2 separate regions of the Sus scrofa genome follow, and region 1 is linked to region 2. The links are chromatin contacts, called in public Hi-C maps. All regions are on one chromosome and are shown on one strand. The core of a region is the stretch at or near the end of the contact, and the rest is flanking DNA. Distances in the headings are between cores, read along the strand shown. Region 1 has its middle 17 kb from the start of DEGS1. Region 2 has its middle 28 kb from the start of FH.

Region 1 (2,700 bases), core at 32-2,531, 140 kb before region 2:
ATATATATATATATATATATATATGAATGGAGCACTAAAATAAATAACATTTATTTATTTTAAAATAACAAATGACAACAAAACAAAATGACAAAATAGGCGGCTCAGCATTCACCAGAGAAAGATCAGGGTAGAGACTGCTGCCTCTTGGGAAAACAGCCAGGCACAGTGACTCCGCTGAATCTGTTAAGATTTCCTAGCAAAGCAACATCAGGCCGGAACAAATTTCCAACCATGTATGAATTTGTTTCGATAATACCACTTTTATTAAATTATTTTTTTACATCTCCAGTTATTTTCCTGCAAGAACATGTGGCATGCCAATATACCCTGCCCTGGAAATGAATCCACTCCTATGCTGTACATCAAAGGCTCATACTTAAAACCCCCTGCCACCAGAGTTACTGGGTCAAGAGAGCTTTAGGTTTGTTTTCTCTATCCATTCCCTTAGCTATTCTGTAGGAATATACATATTCCTTGACTCCTTTATCAAATAAGCTCATTTATTGCAATATCTGATTTTATTTATCAATTTATTTGGGTGCCCCCTGTGAAATAGGGTTGTTGTCTAGCCAGAGTTTGATCTCCCAATGAAGCTCTTGCCACAGCCACAACAGTGACAAGGAGAGACTCTGAAGCCAGGCAGCCACTAGGGAACTCCCTGAGAGCTTGCTTGATGATACCAATCAACTCTGCTTAAGTCATCAGACCTGGTTTCAGGGAGGTTCTCTACTGAAAAGTGAGGCTCATCTTGAAAGGCAAGAAGGAACTTTCCCTAAGCCTCTTGATTGAAGAGAGCACAACGATTAGCCCAGCTGCCCAACCGAATGCCACCGAAGTAACCCATTTATTTACCAGCACCACACTCATCTCTTCTTACTTAAATCCCTGATGGTCAGGGGCTTGAACATGGGCAGCTCACGATAAAACACTGCTGCTGTGTTGGTCTCGGCCCTGCCTCTGGAGGAATACTAGGCATTCTGAAACCCAGCGAAGAATTCAAGAATTCTAAACACACGGCCGCACAACCAGGCTGCAATCCCCCTGCAAATGTTGAAGGGAAAACTGTGCCCCCTGCCTGACATGCAGTGTCTTGGACAGAGAGAACCTGGTGCCCAGGGAAAAAACCTCTGGTTGCTTGCTGTGTGTTCCCCTCAAGTAATCATCAGCTACAACTCTGAGCCAGTATATATAGAGTTTTGGAGCTCTAAACTGATAGAGCCTCAAGCAGCGACTGGCGCAAGAAGGCAATCTGGCGCCCTCATGTGGACATGTGATCTAACAGCCACTCTCAGGGTTTCCCCCTCTCACTTGCTCAGCCATCCCTGGCTAATGCATTGGCCATGGGCCATTGTGGCTTGGGTCTCCTTCCTCCGCTGTAATGAAGTACCAAGAAGTGCCCTTCCAAGTGGGCTGTTTCTCTCTCAAAGGCTTTCTGAGCCCTGAGACCCATCTATGCCATGCCTTGCTGTTTAAACCCTCAGCCAATAATCCATCATGTCATGCCAGCCTTCTTCCTTTTTATATATATATACATGCACTTATGTATTTATGAAGATAGATGCCATGTATGTAAAGAATTTTTTCTTAATTTTCCACCTGTGATTCCTTCCTTTGTAAACACTGTCCTCATTTCTTTTTTTTTCTCTTTCCCTCTTTCTATGCAAATTTCTTGACTCCACCTGGAGCGTTCCTGTGTTGTCTCCCCATTAATGATTTTCAAGACACAGTGTTTACCAAAACCACCAGAGTGACAAAAACAGAACTTTGACCCTGGGTGATGAGAGCTTTCTCTATATCAATCAATCTACCAGCCTGAATATGCCTGACCTGGCATTAGGTCACATCTTCACACCAGGTACATAGAAAGAAGAGAAGAGGCTCCCATGGAAAGAAAAGGGTGGTGTTTCATGAGATCACTCGAGAGAAAATGTCTGGTGATTGGCACCGCTGCTCTCTAAAATATCACCATTTTGGCACCTCCCATGCACAACAAACAGATTTTATACCGATCCCAAAACCCAGGTCAGGCTGGGCTTCCAAAATTAACAGCTCAACAACTGACACCAAATAACAGAAAGACAAAACCAAAAAACCAATTGAAAAATAGAGAAACGACCTGAATAGGCTTTTCCCTAAAGCAGATATGCAGAGGGCAACAAGCACCGGGAAAATGAACATGATTACTCATTAATAAAGAATTGCAAAGCAAAATGAGGCTGAGGTACCCCGCACCCAACTCTGAACGGTCATCAAGTGCGTCTTCAAATAACAAACCTTGGAGGGGGTGTGTAGAAGAACGTGCCCTCACAAGGTGTGGGTGTGCAGGTAAATTTGAACAACACTAGGGCCCACAGGATCTAGGCCATCCGATAAAAAACATAGAACCACCATATGACCCAGCAATCCCACTCTTGGGCATATATCCAGAAAATAGTCTTTCCAAAATGTTAAAAGCCCCACCATGTTCCTGCAGCACTATTCACAATACCAAGACAAGGAAACACATTCTATATCCTTGGACAGATAACCGGATTAGGAAGAGGTTATCCATATCCACAATGAAATAGTATTCAGCCATGAAACAGAGCAAAAATAAAAAAATGCCAATGGCAACCACAAAGATGGAAAGAAAACCCCTTATACTAAATGAAATATATCTGAAAGAGAAAAATAAATACCATGGTATAACCCTTCCTT
Region 2 (2,700 bases), core at 158-2,657:
TCTGTCTGTGCATGAGCCCAGGGTTTGTAGCAGGAATTCATTGGAAACAACCTCAGGGAATTCTGAAGTAGCAGTTCAAGGAGATTCAAGTTAAGTTGGTTTGTAAGGAGAGCCGACCTCAATTGTGGAGGGAGCTGGAACAATTTGGTTTGGTCTCCCCGCTCCCCCCACATATATAATAAATAACAAGGTCACAAAGAGAGCGAGTCTCAGTAGCTAAAGCATCTCATTTGTAAATGGTGCTCTATCAGGTATGTTATTTAAAAAAAAGGTACTTATCCTTGATAGTTATTATTAGAAAATTGGGCTTATTAAGACCAAATACCCCTGTGGTATTAACAAGGCAGCATATATAGCACTTATAAGCATCATTAAAACCAAAGTTCTAATATGTTATATGCAATTATGTTTCAGTTTTTAAAAGTTGTAGAAACATTGTGATGAAAAATGAATTTATTCTTACAGCTAATCTCTTAAGCCTGAGTGAGTATTCTTTTTTTAATTGTAAAGGGGTTTCAGACCTTTTCATGGAACTGTAGAGCCTGTAGGATCTACTTTTAGCCCATGCAGTATTGATTTTGGCAGTGTTTTTCACATGGTGATGATGTAATACTTCTGCAATTTGCTTTCCTGTAACCTATTTTGTTTTTAAAAAAGATCGTTATTAGAAAAAAAAAAAAGCATAAGACAAAATCAGGTTGTTTATCAGTGCCTGGAACTCAACAACCAAACTGGCCACTGTTCTCTAGCTGTGGAACAGGAATGATGTTGAACGTTTTGCCTTAGGAGGCATCCTCGATCTGAACAGCCTGTCATTCATTCGTGGGCTCAGCTAGAGACGTAACCACTTGTTCAGTAAAGATAACAGCAGATCCAGTTCCTAGCCTCAGTCTTTGCACAGTGTCGACTATATCCTAGCATACTCGGAGCATCATTGAGTCCTTGGAGCCGGCAGTCATCTCTGTGTGATGTTAGTGAAGCGAAACACTGTGCTTTATGATGAAATCCTAACTAAGGGCTCTAGAATTCCCTGTGGAAAGGTTGTACTAAAAATCAACTTCTGTATTTGTGAGCTGGGGACAGTTTGTCTTGCAGGGGACATTTGGCATTGTCCAGAGACTTTTTTGGTTACATCTGGAGAAGCAGTGCACCTGGCATCTAGTGAGTGAAAGTCAGAGATGCTGCTAAACACCCTGTCATGCAAGGGTGCCCCCCGGCCCCGGGACAAAGACGCCAATAGAGGGGAGACTGAGGAACTAACCCCAAAACTACTGTCTCTGGAAATGCTCATTGATTGATTAGTCAGGCCTCGCCGCTTGGTTGCGTACGTGTCTATCTTGGTGTTGCAATGACTTTGCTCAGTGAAACCACGAGGAGGCGTCTTAGATGCGAACACTGCAGGAAAGTGTTAATGAAACATTAACTGATGACAGCACTCATGCCCCAGAATGACCTGCTCCTGGCAGGGTGTCCACAGATGTGTGCTGGAGAAACATGATGGACTTGCAGAAATTCTGGGTAAATACGCTTTGAGGGACAGAAACATCCAATTGACCCCTCTCAGCCAACATGCAGAATGACGAAGAGCTTTCTTGAGCAAGCAGATTTCAGAGGAGAAAAGTCATGGGACTAATGAACTGATCAGTCTGGAGCTACACTCAGCCTGACACGCAGAAGCAGTGGAAAGGTTCATAGAAAGCCACAGGCCATATTTGCTCACTTAATTTTCGTTTGGTTGACAAAAAAAATACAAAAATGTATGAGGATGTTTCATACTGAAATATATTTTAAAGATCATATTCTTGAATATGGCTGTGTTATATATTTTCCTTTTCAACTGTCTTTTCTGTAACTACAGCAACAAGAAATCTTGAAGAGAGAAATAGAGTATTTTTTAAAGGATTAAAAATATAAGATTAGAGGGTTCCTTCTGTGGTACAGTGGGTGAAGAATCCAACTGCAGAGGCTCAGGTTGCTGTGGAGATGTGGATTCAAATCCCTGGCCTGGCACATTGGGTTAAAGGATCCATTGCTGCCACACTGTGGCTTGGATTCAGTCTCTGGCCCAGGAACCTCAATATACCGTGGGTGCAGTCAAAATAAATTTTTTTTTTTTTTTTTTTTTGCTTTTTTTTTGTAGGGCTGCACCCACGGCCTCCGATTTGACTCAGTGGGTTAAGGATCCAGTGTTGCTGTGGCTGTGGTGTAGGCTGGCTGCTGTAACTCCAGTTCAGTCCTTAGCATGGGAGCTTCTATATGCTGCACATGCAGTCCTAAAAAGCAAAATTAATTAACAAATTAAATACATCAGCATCATGACTGCATGAATCACTATCTTTGTCTCCCCTTCAATCTACAACCAGTAAAACATTCACAACAAAGATTCTTCTGCCCAACACAGTGGGACACTGGAGAATTCCACGTGCCTGTAAACTAAAGGTGGAACACAGAGGAGGTGGAACTGGGACCAGCAGAGGTGGTGCCTGCTGTCGTGGCCCTCTGACTACAGCAGCCGAGCCCCAAGGACCTGGTAGAAGCAGGAGAGGCTGCACACCTCTCTGCCCTCCCAGCCCCAGCAGCTCCCATAGTCACAGATAAAATGAAACCTGTGCCCCCCTCCCTCCATCTGAGGAGGCACCTGTGAATCTGGTACCCCACTGCCTGCCCTCAGTGGTGCAGCCCCTGAACCTACGAACACTG

Evidence for each region. Hi-C and Micro-C count contacts between places; a contact is called where the count stands out from the background.
Region 1: a contact with region 2 is called in a Hi-C map of liver, with 2.1 times the contacts expected there. The contact joins two enhancer-like sites. A contact is called at or near these places in 7 of 47 Hi-C or Micro-C datasets (fetal skeletal muscle, liver, psoas muscle and 1 more) and 1 of 2 datasets of contacts at active chromatin or transcription factors (skeletal muscle).

Annotation. Positions count from the first base shown.
Region 1 is chr10:12,539,427-12,542,126 of Sscrofa11.1, reverse strand. It overlaps a transcript of DEGS1 not described here. Among named protein-coding and RNA genes, the nearest start is that of DEGS1, 17 kb to the left of the region's middle. Within about 2 kb of position 1,281, at least 2 of the 83 cell types and tissues checked have an H3K27ac peak or open chromatin away from gene starts, as enhancers often do. A contact at or near this core is called in liver, where this site is marked.
Region 2 is chr10:12,402,123-12,404,822 of Sscrofa11.1, reverse strand. It overlaps a transcript of FH not described here. Among named protein-coding and RNA genes, the nearest start is that of FH, 28 kb to the left of the region's middle. Within about 2 kb of position 1,407, at least 5 of the 83 cell types and tissues checked have an H3K27ac peak or open chromatin away from gene starts, as enhancers often do. A contact at or near this core is called in liver, where this site is marked.